7 separate regions of the Mus musculus genome follow, and all the other regions are linked to region 1. The links are chromatin contacts, called in public Hi-C and promoter capture Hi-C maps. All regions are on one chromosome and are shown on one strand. Each heading gives the region's core, a stretch centred on a gene start, on an enhancer-like site or on the middle of the called end of the contact. The rest is flanking DNA. Distances are from core to core; before and after follow the strand shown. Region 1 holds the start of Stx4a (syntaxin 4A (placental)). Region 2 holds the start of Xpo6 (exportin 6). Region 3 holds the start of Spns1 (spinster homolog 1). Region 4 holds the start of Nfatc2ip (nuclear factor of activated T cells, cytoplasmic, calcineurin dependent 2 interacting protein). Region 5 holds the start of Sh2b1 (SH2B adaptor protein 1). Region 6 holds the start of Eif3c (eukaryotic translation initiation factor 3, subunit C). Region 7 holds the start of Cln3 (ceroid lipofuscinosis, neuronal 3, juvenile (Batten, Spielmeyer-Vogt disease)).

Region 1 (3,735 bases), core at 634-3,133:
TAAGAAACAATGAATGAAATCCCTTGGTCCTAGGAAAGTACAACCCACCTGGGTTTTCTTCATCCTTGTGTTGACTGAGTTGTAATTCTCATCAGCTTCCTCCTTCTGGGGCTCTATGGCTGTGGGAGAGACACAAGGATGGATGGGAAGAGGGGTTCCTCCTGAGACTTACAAACATTGTTTGGGAGACCAGCTGCATTCTGTTGGAGGTTAGCCTGATCTACATATTGAACACACACAAACCCATTAATAAAAGTGTAAGCCATATAATAAAATATTTTAAGTGAATTTTTAAAAAGTGATTGGAGACCAGATCAGGGCCACATCTACATTCCAGCTACGTAGTAAGGAGTTTCTTGTTTTCTAACATTTTTATTACATAGTGACTATGAACAGGAATGCCTTCTGGTAGTAATGCATAATGGAGGAGGAGGAGAAGAAAAAAGAAGGAGCGAGCTTTTAATTTAATCTCAGCACTCAAGAGGCAGAGAAAGATGGATCTCCGTGCATTTGAGGCCATCCTGGTCTATATAGGAGGAAGAGGTGGAGGAGTAGGTGAGAAGAGAGAAGGGAGAGGAGAAGGGGGCGAATTCTGAATTTCTGAGATATGTTTTTCTTTGAATTACACCAGTGGGTTCCCACAAGCGTGGAGGAACCTCTCATCTGCTTGCCCAAAGAATACACACTGGCCTGAAAGGATGAGAGCAGTAAGTAATTTTGAATTTAAACTTAAAATAATAATAAAGGAATCTGAGAGGCCATAATGTGCTCTGCAAAGTACCATGGCTTTGATGCCATGGGACAGAGATCCTAGACCCAAGTCTGCTGTGTGACCTGGATCTATCACTTGACTGTATACAACAACTAGATACACCAGCAACTGGGCTGAATCAAAGGGAAAGATATGGCTGAGACCCTTGAAATTCATTCACCTTTTAGCTGCGCCCGGACCTCTCTCCCCAGCTGTTTGATCTCCTCTCGCAGGTTCTGCAGGCCCTGCTTCATGCCTAAACGAGAAAGCCAACACTTCTAAATCACAGCCTCTCCCACAAACCAAAACCAAACCCATCCTGGCCATCACCTGAATAAAACTACATCCCCCATAGTCCACCGGGCTGGCGTGCGTGAGCCCTAGGTTTCGCTTACTCTCCTCGGGAAGAGGCGTGGCCAGGATGGTGACCTGCTGTTTCTCCAACTCCCGGACTTTACTCTCCAGTTTGGCCATAGTCTGCCGAATTGTCTGCACCTAGGAAGGATCACCAAGAGGGCTGAAGACTTAAGTGTCACTCTAGTCCGCCCTACTCCTCGGTTCTCCTGACCCTTACCTTCTGGAAGAACTCGTCGTCCGGGCTGCCCAACCGGGCAGCACCTGAGTGCACCACCAGCGCGACTCGAACCTCATCTTCATCGTCTGAGATGTTATCCCCCTGCCAGGGCCGGAGTCATTGGCGACAGTTGCTCGCTGCGGTTCTCGCCCCGCAGGAACCATGGGCTTCCGGGATTTTCCTTCCTGGCCATCAGCCACCCGCCCGGGACCCAAAACCAGGAGTCCTCACTCCAGCGCGCCCGCCCGGCCCCGCTTCTCCTCACTCCAGGGTGTCCTCACCATCCCGGTTTCTCACCTGCCTCAACTCGTGGGTCCTGTCGCGCATGGTGGTCGGAGTGCCCTGGACCCGAGCCCAAAGGGCCTCAAGGTTCTAAATTTGGAAGTCCTGCACCTCTCTCACACTTGACACCCCCTCCCTCACCCAGCGAACTCCAGTACACCCCGGAGCCGCCAAAGGCCCCACCCCTTTCACCATCCACAGTCGTGGGGAAGAACCCGATCATAGGACCCCCAAAGTTCTACAGGTTGGAATTCCCTTCTCTTCCCCCCATCCTGCTCCCGCAGCTGCCGCCCCGCCCCTCGGGGGATGACTCCGAGCATGCGCGCGAGGGCTCGGCTCGTCCTCGCTAGAGGGAAAGGCGGAGGTCGGAAGCAGTGGCAGCCGAACGGAAGCGAGGCTGCCTGAGTCCAGAGCCCGCCCCGCTGCTCCCCCCCCCCCCACTACCGGAACATCTCATATTGGAGCCGAGATCTAGTTGCCCAAAGGGTTGGGAATGCGTCATTTGCACGCAGTCTGAGAGCCTCGTATCTCACATCACCCCATGGCGCCCCCTCATCACGTGACAGGCCGGGCCCAGCTCCGCGGGCTGCACGCCCGACCGCCAGTCATGTGTTCCGGCCTGTCAGCGACGTCTCGGGCTTCAGTCTCGCGACGTCCCCGACACCCCAGCGTCTGAGCTGTGCCCCAACAGCTTCTTCGAGGTGGGGAAGGGTACACTGCCTACTCTCAGCCACCTACTAAGGATGCTCTGTAGAATTCACTTTTTTGTTGTTTTAATTTTGGGTCCTCGGGCGTGGGCAAAGTGAAGACTTGCATTTGGGGCTGTCAGTATCATGAGACCTTGGAAATCAGGAAATAATAAGACCCGAGTCTCCAGCGTCAGGGAATTGCAGGGTTTTGTAGGCAGAGAATCTGGGGGTGGGAAGTGACCTCAGCCAAGGTGGCGCTCCCCCCGCTGCTCCCCCGCGTCCTCCTGGCACAGCCTCTGACAGGTGGGCGGCCTATGCCCCGAGTGAGCATTGCAGTCCCGCTGAGCTCGCTACCTTCTGAGCAGCACGACAATTCCAGAGCAGCTCAGACTGAGAAAAATGTACTGTTACCTCCGCAGCCCTGCCTTACAGCTGACGTCTCAGCATGACTTGCTTTTCTTTAACGGAATCCCCAACACCAAATTCGGTAGCTGCCACATAGCAGTCCTGCATAGAAGATTTGATCCGAATAGTAGCCTTTCCTGTATTTGAAACTAAAGCCCGTGGCTTCCTGATCTTCTTTACGCTTCTCTCACGGTGCCATTTCCCCAGATTTGTTTGTTTGTTTGTTTGTTTGTTTGTTTGTTTTTCGAGACAGGGTTTCTCTGTGTAGCCCTAGCTGTCCTGGAACTCACTCTGTAGACCAGGCTGGCCTCGAACTCAGAAATCCGCCTGCCTCTGCCTCCGGAGTGCTGGGATTAAAGGCGTGCACCACCACTGCCCGACTTCATTTCCCCAGCTTTGACCCTCCAGAAATACATTCACTTGATAGATTTATTGGACACATACATACTAGGGAATAGATACTGATATGGGCTAGCGACATATCAAGGACCAACAGACCAAAGTCCTGTGCCCTGTGGAACTTCTATTGTATAGAAGCTTCCCCCCCCCCCGCACCCCCCAAAGTCCCTCAGCAGGTGTCAGAACAGCTAAAAATGGGTATTTGAATACCTGAAAGTTCATCAAAAGAAACAATAGTCAGTCCCTTTCTGGTTCTGGGCGAGAAGCCTAGATTTCTGAGTTGCTATGGACTTTTGGAGAGTCATGTTTGTCTTTGGACCTTGGTCTCCCATCTCTGAACTAGGGGTGACTGCAAAGGACTGGGAAGGTCATCAAGACTGCAAATTGTAGGGCTCAGCGGTTAAGAGGTTGAGAGCACTGACTGCTCTTCCAGAGGTCCTGAGTTCAATTCCCAGCAACCACATGGTGGCTCACAACCATCTGTCATGGGATCTGATGCCCTCTTCTGGTGTGTCTGAAGATAGCAACAGTGTACTCATATACATTAAATGAATAAAATCTTTAGGGCTGGAGAGATGGCTCAATGGTTAAGAGCACTAACTGCTCTTCCTGAGGTCCTGAGTTCAAATCCCAAC
Region 2 (3,735 bases), core at 619-3,118, 1.6 Mb after region 1:
AAAAAGAGAGAAAACATCCAGAGGCCCCTGAAAGATTCCAGAGCAGAGAGAAAAAGTAGATAGGAGATGGGCAGGGCCATCTGGAGAGGAGAGAGTTGGGGAGACAGGGAGGAGGGGGTGGAAAATCATTAAGTTATAAGGTGGATGCGTAGGTGGGGGTGGGAAGCAGCCATGAAGTTTTAGGGTAGAGGGAGAAGGTGAGAAGGGTCAGGATGCTAGTGTGGAATCTTTGAAGTGAGTAACAAGTACTTGTGAATAGGGACCTCAGCAGCCTGGAGGCCACGTGGATATGCTGATAAGTGCCATAGCTATAAGTCAGTGGAGAGCCAGGTGTCCCTTCTGCCAGAAGTAAGGGAAAGGACTCCTTTTGGGGGAATAGGAACTTGTTTCACAAGTTTCCTAGGAATTCTGGCTTTTATCTAACACCAGAATTCCTTCTATAGTCCATCTTGAGCTCATTCTGGATATGTGGACTGCCTGAGACCTAATGTGTGTGTGTGTCCCTGTGCAAGCATGATACTAGTGTGGTCAAAAGACAACAATTTGTGGTAATTTATTTTCTCCTTCTTCAATTGGGTTTTGTTTTAGTCACTGTTTTATTGCTGTGAATATATACCATGACCATGACAACTCTTGTAAAAGAAAGCATTTAATTGGGGGCTTGCTTCCAGTTTCAGATGGTCCGTCTATCATCATGGCAGGGAACAGGTCGACATGCATGGTACTGGAACAGTAGCTAAAAGATACATCTGATTCACAAAAGGAGACTGGGTTTGCCATTGGCTTTTTTTTTAAATGTTTATTTATTTATTTATTTATTTATTTATTTATTTATTCTATGTAAGTACACTGTAGCTGTCTTCAGACACTCCAGAAGAGGGCATCAGATTTTGTTACAGATGGTTGTGAGCCACCATGTGGTTGCTGGGATTTGAACTCAGGACCTTTGGAAGAGCAGTCGGTGCTCTTAACCACTGAGCCATCTCACCATCCCTGCCATTGGCTTTTGAACTCTTTTTTTTTTTTTTCTGAGACAGGGTTTCTCTGTGTAGCCCTGGCTGTCCTAGAACTCACTCTGTAGACCAGGCTGGCCTCGAATTCAGAAATCTGCCTGCCTCTGCCTCCCAAATGATAGGACTAAAGGCAAGCTCCACTACTGCCCGGTGACTTTTGAACTCTTAAGGCCCACCCCGAGTGACACACATTTTTCCAACAAGACCACACCTAATCATTCTAATCGGTTTCAAATAGTGCCACTTCTGATGACTAAGCTTTAGATATGGGATAGGCATTCTTATTTAAACCAGTACAGGTTCTGAGGATTGAACTTAGATTGGGTTGTCAGACATAGTGGCAAGTACCTTTAAAGGCTGAGCCATATCCCATAAAAACTTATTTTATTTACATGCATGTTTGTGTACCTATATATGTGTATGCTATGTGAGTATGGGTGCAGGTGTCTCCAGAGTCCAGAAGAGGGTGTTGAGTCACCTGGTGTTGGAGTCTGGAATTAGGGATGAAGCCAATTTAGATCGTGACACTAAGTGTTTCAATTTCATCCTGTGACACTTTCTGGTCCTAGGACCCAGAACTGTGGACTGAATGAATAAGATCCCAGGAGAGCACAGACCAGCATCGCCGAACTTCTAGTCCGGTGTCAGGGTCCGGAAAGATGCTCAGAAAAGATTTGCGGAATGAATGAGTGAAAAGAAACGAAAGGGAAACCTTTCCTTTACCAAAATGGCCGCGTGTCCCTTTACCAACGCGGCGGTCCCTGGCCTCTTGGGCGGGGACGTGGTGGGCGGGGCCAGTGAACAGTCAGGTGCGGCCCCGCCCTCCTCTGCCCTCACTTGATTCCGGATTGGTCCGGTTCCAGCGCCGCAGCAGGCCGCGGGCTGAGGGGCCGCCTGGTGCTCGCCACTTCCGGCGCGTTGGGCTGTTGGCAGAGGGTGGCCGCGAGGGGCGAGCCGCGGCTACTGGTGGCGCGCAGGGATGCGGAGGGAGCCCGCCGCGAGGACAGAGGTGGCGAGGACAGCAAGGGCCCGCGGGCCTCTCTCCTGAGCCGGCCGCGCCGCCCAGGCCCAGGCAGCCTCTGCCCCTTCAGTCTCGGCTGAGGCCCGTCGCCGCCTCGGGCCGCGGAGGCCGGGGAGTCCCTGCCTGGGCCCGCAGCCTCCCTCTCGGGGGTCGGGCCCAGGCGGGGGGCCTCGTGTAGCCGCCTCTGAACCCCATTTTCTGCTTTTGCGTTTCCCCGGGGTGGGCCGAGGTCTGGATGAATCGCTTCGGGGGGTCCCCGAAGGGGCCCGTGTGCTCCTTTTAAAGGTGCCGGCGGGGCCCGGGTAGGGAACCGGTTGTCTTTGCATGGGCGGGGGACTCCCCGAGCCTGCCGGGACCATGACCTGAACTGTGCGAGCGGGACACGACGGATCCCAAGAGCTAGCTCACCTGAGCCATCCCCTTCCCGGCCAGCATGGTGAGTGGGTCCAGGGACCGGGTTGGAGGGGTGGCAGTGGGCCTCAGAGCAGCTGAGCCATCTCTTCTTCCCTGAGGCGGGGAGAGGCGCGTGCGAGCCTGGCCGGTGACACATGCGTGCAGGGTGTGCAACCGGCTGTACGCTCCCATTGCCCCCACCCCCACCCCCACTGGATGTCTTGAGTAGCGCCACGGATACAACCCCCTGCCTCACTGTTGGCTGTGCCCTTGTGCAGCAAGTCGTGATTATCAGTATCATTTATTTATTGATGGCATACTGTGTGTCATTTCCTTTGCTAAGTCAGTGGTATGTATTTTGTTAGTATATCAACCCCCTGATTGGAAATGGGGGATACTTGAGGCAAGAAGCAGTTAATTACTCTGCCCAAGGTCAGTTGACTCTTTTGGGTTAGTAGCACTATTTGAACATAAGCAATCTGTTATAGAACTGGCTGGATTTTTGGAGACCATCTGTCCAGCGGTAGGTTTGCGTTTGCAGAAATCTAAAGTAGTATTTGTAGAGGTTACTGGTTACGGATACAGACGATGGCAGAGTCAGCAGTGGGGTCTTTGGACATCTTGGTTGCTGTTCTTTTTGTTTTCTGCTCTGGCCTTTTCCTTGGAAAACTATGCATACTTTCAGGTCCCACTAAAAAAAACCTCTCTGAAAGGAAAATACCTCCTCTTCTTGCAGGCTTTTTAGCTTTTCCATAGTCCTTGGGGTTTGTGTACTCAGAGCAGTTGGTTGAGTGCTTGTCTTTTGCCATTTTAATGTTTCTGAGCCTTATCTGCCCATCACAGTAGGCAAGGTGAAGTTAGTCCTCTGATTCTTTATCTGCCTCAGTTTGGCATCTAGCCCATGATGAGTGAGTGCCCAGCCTGGGTTTGAGCACTGATCCCCCCCCCCCCCCCCCACACACACACACACATTGCCTGGCGATTAGAGGTGTATTGAGATGTGGCTGGTGCACCTTTTTAATGCACACATCAGACCAGACTGTCAAACTCTTAAGGGGTGGGAGGGTGGGTGGGGTACATAAAGTCCTGGTTAGTGGAAAGAGGTTGTTCTAAGGCACTCACTTTGTCCTCCTGGGTTTACAACCAAGCTGGGTAAAATACACCATTAAAGCTGAGCAGCATGGTATGATTTGTGCTATATATGGTGTGTGTGTTTGTGTACATACTAGACAAGGTGACAGATTTGTTGAACTTCAGTTTGTTTCCTGATCTATACAATGTACAGACAAGAATTTTCCAAAAGTAATT
Region 3 (3,735 bases), core at 474-2,973, 1.5 Mb after region 1:
TAACCTTCAATCCATCTGCCACGGACTCAGCTTTTCTCAAATGCCAACATGATTTAAAAAAAAAATTTTTTTTGAGATAGAGACTCATTAGATAGCCCAGATAGAGTCAGTTTTCTGGGTTCAAGTGACCCACTTGCCTCCTGAGCATGTGGGATGCCTGGTGCGTGTGTCCAGACACTAGGTTTTCATTTGAATTGAGTAATGCAGTAGGCAACCTATTATGTCACGTTTCTTTCATCTCACAGTGTTTTACGTTTTTAATCTTTTATTACGTTTTTATTTTGTGTGCATGTCATGGCACATGTGTGAGGTAGAGGACAGCTTGTGGCAGGCAATCCTCTTCTGCCATTTGGATAGGGACAGAACTCAGATTGTCAGTATTGGTACCAAGTATTTTATCCTCTGAGCCACCTTGCTGGCCCTTACCTATTTTCGAACTCTCAATCTCTCTCTCTCTCTAACTTTCTCTTTCTCTCTCTCTTTCTTTCTCTGTCTCTGTATCTCATCATTATCTAGTCCAGGCTGACTTAAGACTCAATACAGTCCAGTCTTCAAATCCTCAAACTTTTATCTGCCTCTTCCTCTGCTGTGCTGAGAGGGATATTAAAAAAAAAAGATTTATTTTCTGTATATGGATACACTGTCGCTCTCTTCAGATACACTAGAGTAGGGCATTGGATCCAATGGTTGTGAGCCACTATGTGGGATTTGAACTCAGGACCTCTGAAAGAACAGTCAGTGTTCTTAACCACTGAGCCATCTCCAGCCCCAAGAGGAATCTTTAATTTTTTGTTTTGTTTTGTTTTGTTTTTTGTTTTGTCGAGACTGGGTCTTATGTACCCAAAGCCACATTAAAGTTAACTATTGCTATGTATCAAGGACCACTTTGAACTTCCAATTCTCCTCCTTCTACCTTTTGCAACGGGCTGGGTGAATGAGGTACTGGGGACTTGAGCCCAGGGTTTCAGGAATGCTTGGCAGTATTTACTATCAACTGAACTACATCCCAGTTCTGGAAGTGGGATCACAAAACAGTATTTTCATAGAATCATAGTATTTTGCATTCAGAATGTATGTATATTAAGGAAAACTAGCAACCTGAGACGGTTCGCCATGGAACACCTTTAATCCCAGCCTTCTGAAGGCAAAGGCAGGTGGATGCCTGTGAATTGGTGGCCACACTGGTCAAAAAAGGGAATTCCAGGACAGTCAGACATACAGAGAAACCTTGGAAATAAAAGAAAGAAAAATGAAAAAACAAGCCAAAAAAAAAAAAGCCTCTGCTCCGTGGGTGCTGAGATAAAAGGTTTGTTTAATTCACTGCCACACCTAGTGGGATTTTTTTTTTGTATGTTTTGTTTTCAAGACTAAAGGTATTAAAGGCATGTGCCACCAGCCAGATTGAGTTTGTTGTTGTTGGTTTATGATAAGGTTCCTCCGTGTAGCCCTGGTCACCCGGGAACTTGCTCAGTAAACCAGGCTAGCCTCGACCACAGAGATCGGCTGCCTCTGTCTCTTTAGTGCTGGGATTAGAGCCATATGCCATTTTTTGGTGCAGGGTACATTGCAGTTCATTGGTTCTGAGCCTCCGCCTGTCCTCCAGGAGAGACACCAGAGGGCGCGAGGACACTAGTCTTGGTTGGAGAAAAACTCGAGGCCATAGACAAAACATCCTCTTCCTCCTAAACTCTAGCATCTTTTCTTGGAGGCAGGGTCTCACTCAGTATGTAGCCCTGGCTGACCTGGAACTCGCTATGTAAACCAGGCTGTCCTTGAAATTGCAAAGATCTCCGTCCTTCTGCCTTCTCCTGGGACTAAAGGTATGCGCTACTACGCCCGACTCTATAGGAATCTAAATGTCCACAGTGAAAGCTCATGATTGGTAAACAAAAGGAGGCAGCTGCTCGCCGCTATTCATCCAACAATTACTGAGCAATGAAGCCATCAGCCAGTCACTGAAGAAGAAAAGAGGAAACAACTCACTAGCATCTGTAGAGATGTAATATTTCCAAATAATCCACTATCTCGTGAAATCGGATAAATGGGTATTCCATCTAGGCGATTGATTACACCAGCTTGCGAGGCCCCCTGGAGGCTACTGGTGGAAGTAGGAACGAGCGTCGGGTTACCATAGCGGAGGAGCCCTAGAAACCCTGGAGGCTTCCGTAGGCGGTGGCAGGTCACGTGTTCAATCCTTGCACCGGGTGACTTTCTCCGGTAGGGCTCCGGTGTCACATGACCTGCTCTTGGGCAACATGGCGGCAGTTGTGTTGCTGAGCTTGGACTGAGCAACAGCGAGTGTGGCGCGCTCCTTCCCGGGCTTTGGAGTGCGTCAGCGTGAGAAGAGGGACTGGGTCCTGGTCTTCCTGCTCCTGTCCCAGCGTCACCTGCACCTCCTGTGTGCTCTCCTCTGTCGGAACCAGAGGGAATGACGAAGCCCAGGGCTTTTCGCAGTGGTGCACTGTGCATCGGACCACGCTCCTAGGCGATAGTGGGCAAGTCTTCTCGCAGTCCTCTCTCCAACCTCCTTCCGTCGGAGGTAGGACCGAAGCGTGGGCGGTTGCGATTCCCCAGGGACCATGGCCGGGTCCGACACGGCGCCCTTCCTCAGCCAAGCAGATGATCCTGATGACGGGCCAGCGCCCGGCCATCCGGGGTTGCCAGGACCCATGGGGAATCCAAAGTCCGGGGAACTCGAGGTCCCAGACTGTGAGGGGCTACAGCGCATCACTGGCTTATCTCGGGGCCATTCGACCCTCATAGTGGTGGTTCTGTGCTACATTAACCTCCTGAACTACATGGACCGCTTCACCGTGGCAGGTACGCACTGATGCTCCGAAGAAGGGATATAGGCAAGGGAGAAGTTCCCCAGGATAGGGTCGCCTCTTGGCGCTCATTCTTTGTTTTTTCTTTCCAGGGGTTCTTACAGACATCGAGCAGTTCTTTAACATCGGAGATGGTAGTACTGGCCTCATCCAGACTGGTGAGTGAGGCTACTGCCCACACAACCCCTCGTTCTTAATTGCCTCAAGTAGGCCTACATACATGCAGGTTTGCCTAGTGAAGCTTTAGTGGCCAGGGCTCTTGGAGGCAATGGCCGTGGCTGCTCTTGGGCTGTCCACTTGAGCTGGGACATCGCACAGAGGGAGCCAGCTAGTTATTATGAGTCGGTAGGCAACACACTCATCCACTTTAAGCCTCATTTTTCTGGTCTGTAGAATGAAGCTAGTAATAAAATGGGCTAGTTCTTTAGACTGGTGTGAGGACTAGGTCATGCCTTGTGTGTGGCACATAGTGGGCACCAGGATACAATGGCAGGAGTGCTTGGCACTGCTGTGGGGGGAAAGTCTCCATTTCTGAGAGCCTATTATGTGCTAGGTCCTAGTAGTGCGCCCTAGAAGTGGTAGGGGCCCTACAAGGACGTTGGCCAGGTATTCTTGCCTATAGTTCTGTCAGCTGAGGAGTAGCATTCATTGCCTTTCCTATTTGTACTGGGAGAGCTACCTGTATTTTTATCAGAAGAGCTAAGATTTGCCCAGGGTCACATAAGCAAAGAGGTGAATGAGAATTTGAAACAAGGTTTTCAAGTATTTGTTTTTCCTACTCCAGGCCAGAGAGGAACTGGGTAGAAGCATTAAGTGTGCAGAAAAGAGAACGAGGTCAAAGGTCCACATGGTGTGGATTCAACACTCGTTCATTGGACACGTGTTTTATGCTAGGTTATGAATTAAAGGA
Region 4 (3,735 bases), core at 352-2,851, 1.4 Mb after region 1:
TTAGAGTTCAAAAGGTCTCAGAAGTGAACTGATGGAGTCTGCATTGATAACTAATCAGGCCAGTGACAGGAGGGAGCTGCTGGAACCAGGATTCAAAAGCAGGAAATGGTGGCTTTAAGTCCAGGTTGGGTCAGGAGAGCAGGGGTAGGGGTAGGCAGCTGAGCAGGCCAGGCAACAGTGGGAAACTGAGGCAAGCTAAGCTCCAGAGAAAGTCAGAGAACCCTCTGCTTATCAGTCTATGATTTAGTCATCGGGTATCAGGCGACAGGATATTGTGGAGGCATACCATCTCAGTGGCAGGCATCCATCACTTTATGGGCTCCTTATGAGGAAGTCATACTCTTGGTCTGGCCTACCTGATAAGTTCTTGGATCTGGTTTCCCCAGTTTGATTTTTTTAGGGGGGGGGGTCGGTTGAGACCGGCTTTTTCTGTGCAGTGCTGGCTGTCCTGGAACTCACTCTGTAGACCAAACTGGCCTTGAACTCACAGAGATTTGCCTGCCTCTGCCTCCCAAGTGCTTGATTAAAGTCTTGTGCCACCACTGCCCAGTGATGTCTGCATTTCAAAGAGAAGACTCTACCTTGAATTGCTGAGTTGTGAAAAGGCAAGGGGTTTATTAAGACATTAGAAGGATTAGCATATGCACAACCATGGTACTGACAGTACTTACATTTTTTTCAGTTAATTTCCACATGCATGAGTGAATGCCAGCAGGGTATTGACCAGCAGACAAACATTAAACCATCAAAGACCTCTCAGAATTCAGACCTTTCTGAGTTTTGAAGTTGTATTGTTTCCCAAACGAGCTAAGTGTGCATAGCATGTTGCTGGAAAGCGCAGCTAGCTCCCAGTCAGTCTACAATCACGAGCATGAACCCTGGTGCTCTGTAGTACATTGTGCAGATAAGCGGCAGCAAGGCCTTTATCAAGAGTAACCCCGCTGTAAACCGAGAAGCATTCATATTTCAATGATCAGGAAAGAGGAGCCAGAAGGAAGCCTCTTTTCTTTGCAACAGGGAAGTAAGTCTCTTATTTTAATTTGTAATTGTCTTAAAAAGTGTTTCTGAGTTGTGCTGTGCTATGACATATATTGTTTTGATATTGTGTTTGTAGAGTATTTCAGAGGTGACATGCATGAAGGTGTTTAGTGTGGAATGGAACTCCTGCCACACAGAGGTTGAGGACACAAAAGGAATCCACAGCCCAAGATCTTCAGCTTCTAACCTTAGTTCCACAAGGCTTTTTCTGTGGCTTCCGAGAATGAGGACTACAATTCCCAGGATGCGCCAGTCTTTCACCAACCAGGAAAATGGATTTCTCTAATGGGCGGGCCCTGGGGAAGGCTGGGTCAGGAGGAAATTTAGCCAATGGATGAACTGTACAGAATCGAAACCTTTTTTGATTGTACCAAAGAGATTGGAATCTTTGGCGCCTTTGTTTTAGTGGAGGGTAGGTGATAGACAGGTAAGTAGACCAATGAGAACGTGGATAGGCGGATCCAGAGCGTGTGGGCGGGAAGAGATGATGACCGGCAGGCTGTTCGTCCAATGAAAGGGACAGACGCTAATACGGTGGGCCGGTGACTGTGTAGAGGCCGGTGTTTGTGGAAGCAGTGTGGGAGATGGCGGAACCACTGAGGGGACGTGGTCCGAGGTCCCGCGGTGGCCGAGGCGCTCGGAGAGCCCGAGGCGCCCGTGGCCGGTGTCCTCGCGCCCGGCAGTCTCCGGCTAGGCTCATTCCAGACACCGTGCTTGTGGACTTGGTCAGTGACAGCGACGAAGAGGTCTTGGAAGTCGCAGACCCAGTAGAGGTGCCGGTCGCCCGCCTCCCCGCGCCGGCTAAACCTGAGCAGGACAGCGACAGTGACAGTGAAGGGGCGGCCGAGGGGCCTGCGGGAGCCCCGCGTACATTGGTGCGACGGCGGCGGCGGCGGCTGCTGGATCCCGGAGAGGCGCCGGTGGTCCCAGTGTACTCCGGGAAGGTGCAGCAAGGTCCCCAAGGAGGGTTGTTGGGGGAGTGCTAAGACTGGCGTGGCGGGTTTGGCTTGGGGCAGTGTGTGTGTGTGATGAATACTTTTAGATTGGAGATACGAGGGGGTCGGTAATGTTAGATGTATGGAGTTATCTGGGATTGTATCTTCGGGTAGAGGGAGGCTGAGAGAGATCGAGGGACGATCGAGGGAAGCTGGCCTTCTAGATGCGCTTCAGGGATTGGAGTCCTTAGAGAAGACAAGTGCTGGAATCGAGGGAAGAGCCATTCTTGTCTTAAGTAGGGTTGGCAGGATGTGAGACCCACCTCCTCTTCCCCCTTTTGTCTTCGTAGGTACAGAGCAGCCTCAACCTCATTCCAGATAATTCATCCCTCTTGAAACTGTGCCCTTCAGAGCCTGAAGATGGTAAGAGTGGGTTTGTCGGGAGTACCCTGCACTGGCTTCTCTGAGACTTCCTAGAGTTTACATCCCTGTAGTCAGTGATATCTCCCCCCCCCCCCCGCGCCCCCCCCTCGCTCCAGCACCCTCCGTCCCCCTGCCCCCACCCCCACCCCTTTTCTCTGTGCTTCAGTGGTATCTAGGGTCTGGAGAATGATGCTCAAGTGTTATCCAGTTGACACACAATTTTGATTCTAAGTGGTATTGGGAAAATGGACTCCTGAGTCTGAGATAGGGGAAAGTTATGGTCCATAAAGATGCTGGTTCATTAATCAGAAGTCACAGGAACCTACTTAATAGCCATGTCCACCCCTTCCCCTCTTCGGGTCCTAACGGGCATATGGATATGTTAGAGTGAAGTTTGAGGTACCTACCCTTGACATTTTGATCTGTGTTATCATAATAGGGGTGAAGGGAGTTCTGAGACTCTGTGACATCTTGTTACACTCCTACAGTGTTCCATTCCTTGGGAACACTTTGGAGCCAGAAGAGTGTTTCTTTGACTTTATCAGAACTGCCCATTCTTTATTCTCTACTGATAAGTTTTTGCAAACCCTTTAATAAGGCCAGTGACTACGAGTCAAGGCTAATAGGGGAGTGATAACAGTCTGCAAAGACCTGGAACTAAGACTCCTTTCTGTTAGGTGAGGGCGTGTGGTAGGCTGATTGAGAACAGGCTCAGGAGTCTTGTGGCCTGTATTTGAATCCTTCATAACTGTGTGACTTTGAGCAAGTTTTCCTCATGAGGAGAATGGGGATAATAGTGGACCTATCTTAAAGATTTTTGGTGAGAACTAAAAGGATTTTGTGTATATTTTATTTGCCACATCCGTGGTTAGGATAGCACCTGGAATGTAGAAGTGTGACATGATAGAAAAGATATCCATGTGCAGGGTATCTTAGGAAGGGTTTTAAAAGTGTAGACTTGGAGTTGGGGCGATGGTTCAGTGGGTAAAAGCACTTGCCACACAAACCTGATACCTAACTACCATATAAGAAGAAGATGGGGTGGCATACACCTGTAATGATGCCACTCATACTGGGTACAGGAGAACACTGCTGGAAGCTCACACACCCAGTGGCAAAAATAACAGGGGAGACACTGACTCAGAAACGGGATAAAAGGAGAGAAAGTTGTCTTCTGCTGCCAACACATATGCTATGGCATGAACAATGCCCCTGCCTCCCTCCCCAGTAAATAAATCTTAAAGAAAAAAAGAAGCAGGCTGTCAGCCCTACAGCAGCTGCCATATTTAGTTAGGACAGTCTTTCTTTCCTTTATCTTTCTTTCTTTCTTTCATTCTTT
Region 5 (3,735 bases), core at 315-2,814, 1.4 Mb after region 1:
GATAGCACTTGATCTAGTCAGCTAGTTGGCTTTGGAGATTTTTAATTTTTTTTTTTTTAAATTTTGAGACATGGTTTTCATTGTTTATCCCTGGCCATCCTAGAACTTGCTGTATATACCAGGCTGGCTTAGAACTCAGATATCCACCTGCCTCAGCCTCCAAAGTGCTGGGATTAAAGGCATTGCTCCTTACTGCCTGGCTTAAATTTTCCAAAATTAATATTATTTTATCTTATATGTGCGTTTTGCCTGCCTGCGTGTATGTACGTGTCCCTGTTGAGGTCATAAGGCATCAGATCCCCTGGAGCTGGAGTTATAGTCAGTTCTGAACCACCATGTGGTTGCGGGGCCTCTGCAAGAGCTGCTAGTCTTTTAATCACTTAGCTCTCTTTCCAGCAGTGTGACTTATTTACATTTTATTACCACTTTGTTTATGTGTATGTGATGGGGGGGGGGTATCACACATGTGTGGTGTGTGTGCCATGTTCTAAGTCAGAAGCCAACTTTCCAACATCCTTTCTCTTTCCACAGTGGGTTATGGGGAGGGAATTCTGGCTAATCAGGTTTGCATAGAAAACACAAGCACTTTTACTGAAAAGGCATCTCACTAGCCTAATTCTGAAAATTTTATTGATGATCTTAGAAAGAGTGATACTCCTTACACTGAGTTGCTTAACTATTAGGATTTAAATTTGAATCTATGGAAAACCATCTTGCCACACCAAGAAGACTAGAGCCCCTCTGTGGGTGAAAGCGACCGACCGCACGAGTAGAGTACAATCACAGATGACAAGCTATAGACATAATCTTTTGGGCCCTGTCAATGATCCCAATCTACTCTGGCCTTTTCAATTACTTCAGCTGTAGTGACGCTGGATCAATGCGAGCTTGGGTTGCTAGAAGGTATTTGTGCGCAAGGTCTCAACAGCACTTTGTACCTTACTTCGTCATCCCTCTAACTTGCCCTGAAGCCTCTCTTGAACTTCAAGCTCTATCTCTATGTACCTACTGATGACCCGCAAGCATGTCCAAAACTGACCTCACTATTGCTGTCCCAACTTTAGTTCCCGTCTAAGGTAGAGCCCTCCAGGACCACCTTGTCCCTTTCCCCTAAAAGACCAAGGTCGTTAAGTTCAGGCTCCGCCCACTCCACTCGGCCTCCCAAGGTCACCGCTACATCGCTCGCCAGATCCCTGGGGGCGGTGTCCGTGTACCCCTCGATGCAGGGCCAGGCGCTCTAGGCTGCAGCCAGCTCTTCAAAGAGCTTTATCATCTCGCTGATTTCTTTTAGTGGGCGGCTACTCTCTCCGCTCAAGTGGCTTCTCTATGGTTAACTTCTCGCCTTTGTCTAGAATTTGCTTCGGATGACGGACCCAACGCCTTCCCACAGCTGCCTCAGTGGTTCCTTTTAGGTACAACTGCCGAAGCCACGGGAGCTTAGTGAGACCTGTGTTGGCGTAGCTCCTGAAAACCTCGGCGCCGAGAACGATGGCGGAAGTGAATACGAAGGTGCCCTCCTTCTTACTGCTCTTCTCTATGGTCGCTTCCTTCCGCGTCGGGGAACCCGTCCCAGCGCCTGCGCAGAAGCGCGTGCTGGGAGCCCGTCGCGGAGGCGGGGGGCACAGGGAGCGGGAGCTGCGGCCGTCGCCGCCGCCGCCGCTGCCGCCGCCGGAGCTAAGCGCGGGGACCGAGATGCAGGTGGGACCGGAACCGGAACCCCCCTCTTCAAGTGCCTCTTTCCTCTCCGGACTCGACCCTGTCGTCTGAGAAGCCTGGGCGGGGGTGGGCGTGGGGGCTCGGGGCTGGAGGGGTGCTCGGCTCCCGAGAGGGCAGCAGATAGTTGGTCCCTCGGAGGCTCCGGCCCAGGGGCTTGTGGAGGGTGTCCAACGACTAGGATCGGGTCCGAGTGATTAACCACGGGGCCCGGAGGGTCCGAACCTGGAGCGCAGCCTGCACCCTCCACCACCCGCCCTTCTGGAATGTCAGAACTAAGCCAAGAGGCAGGTGCACCGGAAAACTGTGACTGAGCCGTCTTGGCAGAAGAGAAACTGAGTCACCAGTCCAGGAACCGCAGGGTCAGCGGGCCTGAAGGGGGCTGGGTCGGCCAGTAGTGCTGAGGGCTGGGTGGGCCTGTGTGAGCCGAGGTAGCCTCTGGCTGGGGACTGTCTCTGCCGTGCCTGCGCCTCTTGGCCCCGATTCCCCTGTGCTCTGTGACTCCCGCATCTCCTGGCTGCTTCTCCCTGGTTTGGAGTTGTCCCTGTGGTTGGAGCCATCGGAGTATGTAGGAAAGGCCAAGGAGGAAGGGGAGGGGGGGGGGGTCTCTGACTTGCAGCTTGGTTGTAGGCTTGATGAAGAGGCTGGCATCACTGATAGTTTGGGTAGACTTTCCTGAGCCGTCCAGAGGTGTCTCCTTTCAGTCGATCATAGGGCAGGACCACTCACCAAAGAGCCACCGGTTGTAAATTACATATGGAGCTCTGTCACTTTCTAGCTGTGATGTAAGAGTTGGGGCACCCGCAGAAGCGCTTCCTTTCTGGAGCGCAAATGGGACCCATCATACTGTCCTCCCCCATAAAAAATAGTTACAGTGGCAGTGATGTCTTGTGTGCTTACTGTGGAAAGCATAGACATGTTCCTTGTCATTTCATTTCTCCTGACAACTGTAGCAGGTAGCGGTTAGTAACTGTGTTTTACAGAGACAAAAGCTAGGTTCACACAGCTAACAGGTGGACTGAGCTGGGGCTTGAGTCCAAAACTCACAGGTACACTCCCCAGGGAGTGAAAATTCCTGAGCCCCGGCTCCGTGCGATGCCTTACTTCTGTGGCTAGTAAAGACTTGTCCTGACCCAACACACCATCTCTTTTTCTCTAGCGCTGCTATCACTCAGCCCTAGACTGTAGGGGCAACCCAGAGATTGGCCTTCAGCCAATCCAAGTCTTCCCACAGGGCTTAAGTGCTGGGTTATAGGATCAGCTTCGAAGACAACTGAGCCTTCAGTCCAACTTCCACTCATTGGACCTATGATGCAAGGTCTTTAAAGGGTGTAATCCCTGCACCCTTTGGTCCCCTGAGAACAGAGCAGTGGGAGCTGTGGTCGAGGCTGGTCCAGCATATCCCTGGAGACTAGAACTGTGCAGTGGGAAATGCGGTAGACTCTGAGTTCTGGAACTTGTTTGAATCTCTGTTTGAATCTCCGTTTCCTCATCTGTAAGAGGTTAGTAAGTTGTCTAAGGAAAGGTAAAATGACCTTGTAGAGCCCTCTGGAATGGCACACTTAAAATGTGTGATAGTTAGGGAAGGTTTTGTCTTAGAGAAGGGATGGCAGTGATCTTAAGAGTCCCCTGTGGGGTAAGATGCTCCAAGGCCCTTTCCTGGGTCCCACAACAGGGAGAGGGGTGACAAAGGCAGCAGGATTGGGCTTAGCATCCTTCATCCCTGGGGTATATGAGGGTTATTGATCTTGAAGAGGGCAAAACAGTTTAGTTCTCTTCGCCTGTTGCTCTCTGAGGAGCCTGGAGGGGAGTCCCTGGCCTGGGCTGAGATATAACTCAATCTCACTTCTACAGTAACTCAGTGTATGTGCCTCTTCTTTCTACAGCTGTTGCCGCACATCCCGTGTCTTCTGGCTGCTTCCCTATTTGTTCCCCGCAGGCTTCCCTTGTCCTCCTCCTGGGGCCCATCATGAATGGTGCCCCTTCCCCAGAGGATGGGGTCTTCCCTTCTCCGCCAGCGCT
Region 6 (3,735 bases), core at 547-3,046, 1.3 Mb after region 1:
GACAGCTGAGGTTATAAAGAGAAACCCTGTCTTGGAAAAAAAGAAAACAGAAAAAAATAGGTGTGGCCTTGGAGGAGGTGTATGTCTGGATCCCACACTCTTCCCAGTTCTCTCTGTGTGTCTCTCCCCCTCTGCCTCTTTCTGTGTCATCTCTCAGCTTCTGCTCTGGCGCCATGGCTGCTGTCATGTCCCTGCCCGGTTGATCATGGACTCATCCTCTGAAACTGTAATCCCCAGTGAGGTCTTTCTTCTATACGTTGCTTTGCTTTTGCATGGTTTCTTCATAGCAACAAAAACGGACCTAATCCTGGAAGCTGAACTCTGGCAGGCAACATGCATACACAAGAGACTGGCACTGGGGCCACGCTGAGGTAGGCACACAGACATGCATACACTGCCAGCAGGCTAGCAGGCTAAGGTGAAGCCTCAGGCCTCTGACCTCAAGGCCGTCTTTATATAAAACCCACCCAACAGTGCCATTTTGCTAGAATTATACTTCACTGTTTATTTTTGGGCACCCCAGACATCAGTTGGTGAAATGCTTGCCTAGTATGGATCTAGACCCTGGGTTCCATACCCAGTACTACAAAAATCTAGGCCTTGTATGTTGCAAAGGCCACTAGGAATTGGGGGAGGTGGGAGGTGGTAGGGTGGTAGTCAGGGGAGGTGGTCAGAAGACAACTATCAGGAGTTGTTTTTTCTATTCTGTGGCCATAGGGAACTAACTCAAGTTCTTACGCTTGGTGACAAGTGCTTTTTCATCTGAAACACCTCGTGGGTCCAGTGGCTAGCTAGTATATGCTCATTCTGCACAAGGTACTGTCCCACACACATCATATGTTCTCATTTTATTTTCCTAATATCAAATGAACAAGTGCTATTATTCCCCTTTGTTTGTAGCACAGGGAGAAGAGCAGAGAGAGATTAGAAGTTAGAAAGTTTGCCTAAGAAAACGGTAAAGACAGGATTCCAACACTCAAGATCTATGAAGTTTGCTTAAACCTGAGAAACCATGCTCTCTTCTGAAGCATATATATTAAAATTGGAAAGATAAGGTAAGATTAGTATGGCCCCTGCACAAAGATGTCACACAAATTTGTAAAGCGTTCCGTATTTTTAAAATCCTTTTCTAAAACAAAACAAAACAAAACAAAATGACAACAACGACACTCCTCCAAAACCTCGCAGGACATCGGCATCAAGCTGACACCAGCCCTTAGATTCTTACTCTGAAGTTAAGATGGGCGGCCAGAATACTTTTTGTTTTTTTGTTTTTTTTTTTTGTTTTTTGTTTTTTTTTTCGAGACATAGTTTCTCTTGGCTGTCCTGGAACTCGCTCTGGAGACCAGGCTGGCCTCGAACTCAGAGATCCACTTGTTTCTGCCTCCTGAGCGCTGGGATTAAAGGTGTTGAGCCACCTCCGCAGGCTTCAGAGCTTAGCTTTTTTTTTTTTTTTTTTTTTTTTTCTTTTTTTTTGGCCCAGTCTGGCCTTGAACCCATGATCCTCCTGCTTCACCCTTTCTAGTGTAGGGAATTACAGACGTGCACCATGGGGCGGTTACTAAATTCTATATTGTCAGTCTTGCAGCCTAGTCCGGGCGGTCCTAGTGAGCAGCCAGTCAGTCTTAGTTTAGATAAGATTTAGAACCTCGGCTACTAATTCGTCCCAGGCCGTGTATAGCGCAAAGGCCACTGGGAATTGTAGTTATTTAGCGCATTCTTTGGTGCTTCCGGGAAGTGACGCCCCCCCAACCTTTTCCTCTTCCGGCGTCGTGCCTGTCTCACCTGCTCAGAGGGACTCGGCAGCTTAGCTGGTTCGTGTCTCTTGGGCCTCGTGCTCCGTGGAGGGCAAGGGGGAGGCCGTGCAGGCGGGAACGGGGGTCCGGGTCGGGAGATGGTAGCCGCGGTTGCCCCCAAACCCTGACGCCGCGGGTTTCCTCAGGTTCCGGCCGCGAGCGCCTCAGCCCTTCAGCGCCGTCGCCATGTCGCGATTCTTCACCACCGGCTCGGACAGTGAGTCGGAGTCGTCCCTGTCCGGGGAGGAGCTCGTCACCAAACCGGTCTCCGGGAACTACGGCAAACAGTGAGCTGGGGGCGCGGAGGGGACGGGTTTGGCGGGCTGCGGGGGCTCGGGTGGGCGAGCGGAGCCATGGGCTGGGCGCGTCTGAGAAAGGAGCTCTCGCAGCGAGCTGGGGGAGCCCTCGGCGTCCTCGGTACCGAGGAGGAGGAGAGGTTTTCCGTTGCTTAGTATTGCATCAGCTCTTAAGGCCTCCAAGTCTGCAGCCTCGTAACTCCTGCCCACATTCCATCTCTCGCATCCCTTCCCGCCCCTTGACTGTGGCTTTCGGAAACTCCCCGTATCGTAAATCTTCCCACTAAGCTTAGTCGTTATGATTTGTACTCATGGAGGGAAACCCTCAGTGCTTGGTTAGTTTGGCCCTGAAATCCGGTCGTTTGGCTCTGCGTGCCAAATGCTAAACACTGCTGTGTTCATCTTTATTTACTGTCTTTTTCTCGATCTCTGTAAATTAAAACTTTTTGAACTTTGAAACAGTTCTCAAAACAACATTGTTTTTGCTGTGTACCTGAAGGGTTTTAAGACATACTTACCTCCACAGAGACTTTTTTTTTTTTTTTTTTTTTTTGGTTTTTCAAGACAGGGTTTCTCTGTGTAGCCCTGGCTGTCCTGGCACTCACTTTGTAGACCAGGCTGGCCTCGAACTCAGAAATCCGCCTGCCTCTGCCTCCCGAGTGCTGGGATTAAAGGCGTGCGCCACCACGCCCGGCGCTCCACAGAGACTTGTAGAGAATTGTAGATGAATATCCAGACATATCCATGTGACTGCGATAGCATAACACTGTCCAAAGTGGAAAAACTATCACTTGTCCCATATTAAAAAAAAATTGTCAGGAAAAGTTAATACCATGGAAAGAAAATAATAGAGACACTGTTGCTAACTGAATGCTTTCACCCATTATTGAAAAAAATACAATCAAAGAGAGTGTTAGAATTCACCAAAACTAGTGGCCTCTCCTATTTTGGGAAATGTTTCTTTTTAGAATCTGGCTAGGTACCAGCTCCTTGGAGCTTTTCCCATTTGTTAGAGTTAGGGGGCCTTTTGTCTGCTGCTTTCTTAGGTACTTGTAGCCATATGTGCTGTTAGACAGTTGTCTCATACAGTCTATAAGCCTTCTGTTACTTGTTCTTGGGGACATTCTTGTAGATACTGTCAGGGTTTACAAGAGACCTCATTTAGAGTTGCAGCTGCTTAAGATGAGTATGAAGAACAAGGATCAGAGAAGAAGATGGTATGCATGCCTCGGTTCTCATCTGATAAGAGAAATAACACTAGCTAAGACTGAAGGGTAATGGTCTCTGTTCCTTTCATACAGGCCTTTGTTACTGAGCGAGGATGAGGAGGATACAAAGAGAGTTGTCCGAAGCGCCAAGGACAAGAGGTGAGGCTGTCGTAGGTTAGGGGTTAGGGGGAGTGATGGTATTGTTTTCTCCATGATAGACAGACACAGCCAATCTGGTATTGAACTTCCTACCCAGGTTTGAGGAGCTGACCAACCTCATACGAACCATCCGTAATGCCATGAAGATTCGAGATGTCACCAAGTGTCTAGAAGAGTTTGAGCTCCTGGGAAAGGCCTATGGGAAAGCCAAGAGTATTGTGGATAAGGAAGGTGTCCCCCGATTCTACATCCGAATACTGGCTGACCTGGAGGACT
Region 7 (3,735 bases), core at 776-3,275, 1.3 Mb after region 1:
TCCCTCTCGGGGCCCTGCTGAAGCCCTCACCTCATTCCAGTTGCTGTGAACATCCCCTGGGGCACCTGCCGTGGCCTCAGCCGATTCCAAGGGCCCAGGCACAGCTACTGTGGGGATTTGGTGTGTCTGCTGCCCCTCCTGGTCTGAAGAGTCGTCCAGCGTTTGGATCTCGCCCTCTGAGTTGTGGACCTTCTGCTCTCGCGACTGCCCTCCCCCAGCCTCTTCTTCCAACAGCATCTGATCTCTTAGGAGCCCCTCAGTCTCCATGGGGGTTATGGACCCCTCTGCTCTCTCTGCCTGGGAGCCTAAAGTCACACCATCCGTCCCCCTTATGTCTTCTGCCATTACAGATGTCTCCATCTCTGCCTGCTCCCCCTCTTCAGTCCCATCAATTTCTTGGATATCATAGCCAGACACCTTCTCTGCTGAGCCCACCAAGCCAACTTCCTGTCCACTTTGCTTCTCTGTAGTCTCCTCCAGCTCCGTGCCTCTCCCAGCCTCCCCTCTGCCCTCGGAACACCAGGCTTTCCCAAGCTCTGTTTCTGGAGCCAACCCAGCTTCCCATTTTGGCCCTTCCTCGGTATCCACGGCCCTGATACCCACAATAATCTCCTCAGCCAAATAACTGGTCTCTGTGTCCTCACTGTCTTGCAGGCTCAGAGTCACCTCCTCCAGCCTCCTCTTCCTGCAAGTTCCATCTGCCTCCCAAGGCACTACAGCCTCCTCCTCAGCAGCCTCGTTTTCTGTGGGCTTGGATTCCTCCACTGACTCTTCTGTCCCCGCCTCTGCTCCTTGGCTTCCCTCCAGCTCCGGGTTAAGTGCTACGGAGGTCAGTGCCTCCTCTCCTCCTGACCCGAAGACCTCTGGCTGTTGGGCCTCCTGGCCTCCTTCAGCCCGGATCTCCACTGCCTGCTCGGTTGCAGTCTGTTCCTTGCCTGCTTCAGCATCTGCTTTTACCTCCTGGCTATTTCTGCGGTCCACACCCCTACTCCAGTTTCCCCAGGCTTCTAGCTCAGGGCCTGCAAACCCCACAGGCCCAGGATATTCCTTCAAGCTTAGCACCCGCTCTGGGCTCAGGTCTGGAGCTCCACTAGTCTCTTCCTGACCCTTCTGTCCTTCCTCAAGTTGTTTAGTTAAAGCCTGGGAATGTCTCACCAGCTCAGGGTCCTGTCCTTCAGTGACCTTTACTCTCAATACCTCTGGTGTCATCTGGGCGGCTTCACTCCTCTCTCCCACAAACAACTCCTCAGTGCTGACTTCTGGAGAGTCTTCCCAGTCAGGTTCATCTTTAGCCTCCGTGTCTAGGACTAGCGTAGGCTCTGTGGCCCAGGAGTTCCTTTTCTCCCTGGAGGATTCTTCTGCCCGTACCTCTTCTTCTAGACTCACTCCATTATCCCTGATGGCTAAGTCTTGCCTCTCCTCATCCTCAAAGCTGCCCTCTGTTTCCTGTTCTCCCATAGCCTCCTCTTCAGCTATGTGGCCTTCAGTCATCTCTCCAGTTCTCTCAGCCTCCAGGGTCTGGATCGGAAACCTAACTTCAGCCTCTCTCTTCTCGTCGACCTCATCCTGCTGGTCTCCCTTGTCAGCCTCTTCTAGGACCCAGACTCTCCCAGTAGTTCCTGGGAAGTTGTCTCCTGGGTCTGACCCGTATTCTGTTCCCTGAACTCCTAGGCTATCAGCCCCCTCCCTGTCTGAGACTGTCCAGGCCTCTCTACTCAACATGGCCTGGTCCTCAGACTCGGCCCCGGGGCATTGTGTCCCCTGTGCCCTTGCCCTTTCACCATCCCTCATTGGGACCATCCTCTCCTCTTCCTTGTCAATCCCTTTGGCACCAAACCATTCGATTTCTGCAACCATGTCTTTGGCCACCCAGTCTATCTCTTTGCTGTCCTCTGTCACATGCTGCCCCTCAGTGCCAGCATTCCCCCCAGGCTCGCTGTGCCAGGTTGGCTGTGACTCCACCCCCTCGGCCATCCCTGACTCTGCTGCTCTGACCACCTCCTCCTCTTCTTCCTTCTGTTCACAGGTTCTCAGAGGCTCCCCACTGCTTGCTTCCTCTTCACCGTGCTCCCAGATCTCCTGGGCTGTATTACTGCTCCTGTCTCTGTGAGTCCCAGGCTCTGCCTCAGGCTTCAGTGGGACACTTGGCTCCTGGCCCCTGGCATCCTCAGCTGCCTTCCAGGACCCAGTGTCCTGCCTTTCTGCTTGGGGCCTTGCAGAGCTATCTGCTCTCCACCCCCAGGTCTGTTCACCAGCTAAACTTCCTTCTTGGCATCTTCTAGTCTCTTCGGGTGCTTCTACCCCCTCACTCTGGCCACTTCTAAGTCCCTCCAGTACCTCCTGGGCTTCCTCTCCTACAACCTTCCCCTCAGTCACCTCTCCCAGTTCCTCAGCTGCCTGTGTCTGCCTCTCTACTGTGGGGACTGTGTCTCCTACGAGGTAGGACACAAACGCACTGAAGGAGTCCTAGAAGAGAAGAAAGAAGAGTGAAGGCACTCAGGGGAGGTCTAACCACTTCCCCAGGAGTACACTGTTAACAAAGCCCAGGTAAGAATCAGGGATCTGGACGTCTGCTAAGGGACCCCGACAAGGCCTAGCTTGAATAAGTGGGTACACTTGTAGAGGCAGGAGATTGAAACCCAGGAAGGACTGGGCTAGGAGTCTGGCTGACTGTAGGAAAGGGAGCTCAGGCTTCAGGAGAGGCTGTAAGGGAGAGGAAAGGTGAGACTACGAGGAATGGTGGAAGTTTCGGGTATCTCTCTGCCCCTCTCACCAGTGCTCCCCTCAAAGCCTGATGTAGCCCAGGGAGACGAAGCCGGAGAAAATCCATCCTGCAGGTCTCTGTGTGTCCAGAAAGCTCACAATGACCATCCGTCCCCACCCACGAAGTCCTCCCCAGCACCCAAGACACTTCCTCTTCCCCTGACTCTCCCTGACAAATCTCCACCCCAGGCCCTGTGCACCTCCCCCCTGCTCATGGATGACTTCATGACAGGCAGGGGGATGGCTTAACAGTGTCCAGGTGACTCAGACTCGGGTGCACATCTGGAACTAAAGGGCAGAGGATCGGGCCAGAAAGGGGAAAGGGAAAAAAAAAGTGGAAACAGGAGACCTCAGAATTGGGTATGGGGGAGGGGGCATTCGGCAAGTGCAGCCTGAGTGACTCAGGTCTTGTATTCGCACCTCAGCCATTTCCGCCTCCTCCAAGCCACAGCCTTCAGTGAGAGGAAGCTAGGGTTTGTGGTTCCTGATTTATTTGGGGGAGAAGCTGTAGAAGTGAGGATAAGGCCACTGGAAGTTCTGGGTTCCCATTTTCAACGCCATTAAGATTTTTCTGGGGATGAAAGGTCTGGATTGGTGCTCAATGCCCACACCCTCACCTATGGTTATTCTTGTACTGTGGTCATGTGTCCTCACAGCTTACTGTGAGTTCCTTAAGGACAGAGGCTGCAGAATTTCTAGAGACTCGTTTGGGTAGGAGGATCCTTTTTCTCACTGTTTGAGTGATCTAGGAAGAACACCACAGGAGGGCATATTTCAAACGGCAAATCTTAATGACAGGTGGTTGAAAAGACCCGGGAGAAGTGGGCAGAGGCTGCTGGAATCCATAGCAGAGGAATAGGCTTGATGAAGAATGGTCAAGATGCTGCCCTGCCATCGAGTGGAAGGTAAGGGAAGGACTCCTTATTTGGAACTGTGAGGTGACACATTCCAACTATCCTCTCAGCCTCATTC

The links. Promoter capture Hi-C pulls out the DNA fragments that hold promoters and counts their contacts. Hi-C and Micro-C count contacts between places; a contact is called where the count stands out from the background. Capture Hi-C pulls out chosen DNA fragments and counts their contacts.
Region 2: a contact with region 1 is called in a promoter capture Hi-C map of erythroid cells, with 16 times the contacts expected there. The contact joins the promoter of Xpo6 here to the promoter of Stx4a in region 1. A contact is called at or near these places in 1 of 39 promoter capture datasets (erythroid cells) and 1 of 9 other capture datasets (liver).
Region 3: a contact with region 1 is called in a promoter capture Hi-C map of neutrophils, with 6 times the contacts expected there. The contact joins the promoter of Spns1 here to the promoter of Stx4a in region 1. A contact is called at or near these places in 2 of 39 promoter capture datasets (liver and neutrophils).
Region 4: a Hi-C map of natural killer cells shows a contact between it and region 1, with 14 times the contacts expected there. The contact joins the promoter of Nfatc2ip here to the promoter of Stx4a in region 1. A contact is called at or near these places in 1 of 484 Hi-C or Micro-C datasets (natural killer cells), 1 of 115 datasets of contacts at active chromatin or transcription factors (astrocytes) and 1 of 9 other capture datasets (liver).
Region 5: a promoter capture Hi-C map of liver shows a contact between it and region 1, with 4 times the contacts expected there. The contact joins the promoter of Sh2b1 here to the promoter of Stx4a in region 1. A contact is called at or near these places in 2 of 39 promoter capture datasets (liver and pre-B cells) and 2 of 9 other capture datasets (liver and pancreatic islet).
Region 6: a Hi-C map of B cells shows a contact between it and region 1, with 8 read pairs. The contact joins the promoter of Eif3c here to the promoter of Stx4a in region 1. A contact is called at or near these places in 2 of 39 promoter capture datasets (liver and pre-B cells) and 1 of 484 Hi-C or Micro-C datasets (B cells).
Region 7: a contact with region 1 is called in a promoter capture Hi-C map of adipose tissue, with 2.4 times the contacts expected there. The contact joins the promoter of Cln3 here to the promoter of Stx4a in region 1. A contact is called at or near these places in 2 of 39 promoter capture datasets (liver and pre-B cells) and 2 of 9 other capture datasets (adipose tissue and liver).

What each region holds. Positions count from the first base shown.
Region 1 is chr7:127,839,956-127,843,690 of GRCm38.p6, reverse strand. It overlaps Stx4a (syntaxin 4A (placental)), which reads right to left and starts at 1,883. Exons shown (of 11, transcript NM_009294.3): 1 at 1,623-1,883; 2 at 1,326-1,427; 3 at 1,147-1,246; 4 at 933-1,007; 5 at 49-119. The coding sequence starts at 1,652.
Region 2 is chr7:126,198,634-126,202,368 of GRCm38.p6, reverse strand. Xpo6 (exportin 6) reads left to right here and starts at 1,868. Exons shown (of 24, transcript NM_001311143.2): 1 at 1,868-2,470. The coding sequence starts at 2,468.
Region 3 is chr7:126,375,922-126,379,656 of GRCm38.p6, reverse strand. It overlaps Spns1 (spinster homolog 1), which reads left to right and starts at 1,723. Exons shown (of 12, transcript NM_023712.3): 1 at 1,723-2,820; 2 at 2,918-2,983. The coding sequence starts at 2,580.
Region 4 is chr7:126,394,603-126,398,337 of GRCm38.p6, reverse strand. Nfatc2ip (nuclear factor of activated T cells, cytoplasmic, calcineurin dependent 2 interacting protein) reads left to right here and starts at 1,601. Exons shown (of 8, transcript NM_010900.3): 1 at 1,601-1,982; 2 at 2,324-2,396. The coding sequence starts at 1,623.
Region 5 is chr7:126,472,959-126,476,693 of GRCm38.p6, reverse strand. Sh2b1 (SH2B adaptor protein 1) reads left to right here and starts at 1,564. Exons shown (of 9, transcript NM_001289541.1): 1 at 1,564-1,698; 2 at 3,600-3,735. The coding sequence starts at 3,683.
Region 6 is chr7:126,564,427-126,568,161 of GRCm38.p6, reverse strand. It overlaps Eif3c (eukaryotic translation initiation factor 3, subunit C), which reads left to right and starts at 1,796. Exons shown (of 21, transcript NM_146200.1): 1 at 1,796-1,814; 2 at 1,943-2,083; 3 at 3,394-3,459; 4 at 3,557-3,735. The coding sequence starts at 1,983. Gm25579 (a small nuclear RNA gene) reads left to right here and starts at 1,013; the gene lies at 1,013-1,118.
Region 7 is chr7:126,584,107-126,587,841 of GRCm38.p6, reverse strand. It overlaps Cln3 (ceroid lipofuscinosis, neuronal 3, juvenile (Batten, Spielmeyer-Vogt disease)), which reads left to right and starts at 2,025. Exons shown (of 18, transcript NM_001146311.2): 1 at 2,025-2,547; 2 at 3,562-3,668. It overlaps Apobr (apolipoprotein B receptor), which reads right to left and starts at 2,834. Exons shown (of 4, transcript NM_138310.1): 1 at 2,774-2,834; 2 at 31-2,466. The coding sequence starts at 2,830.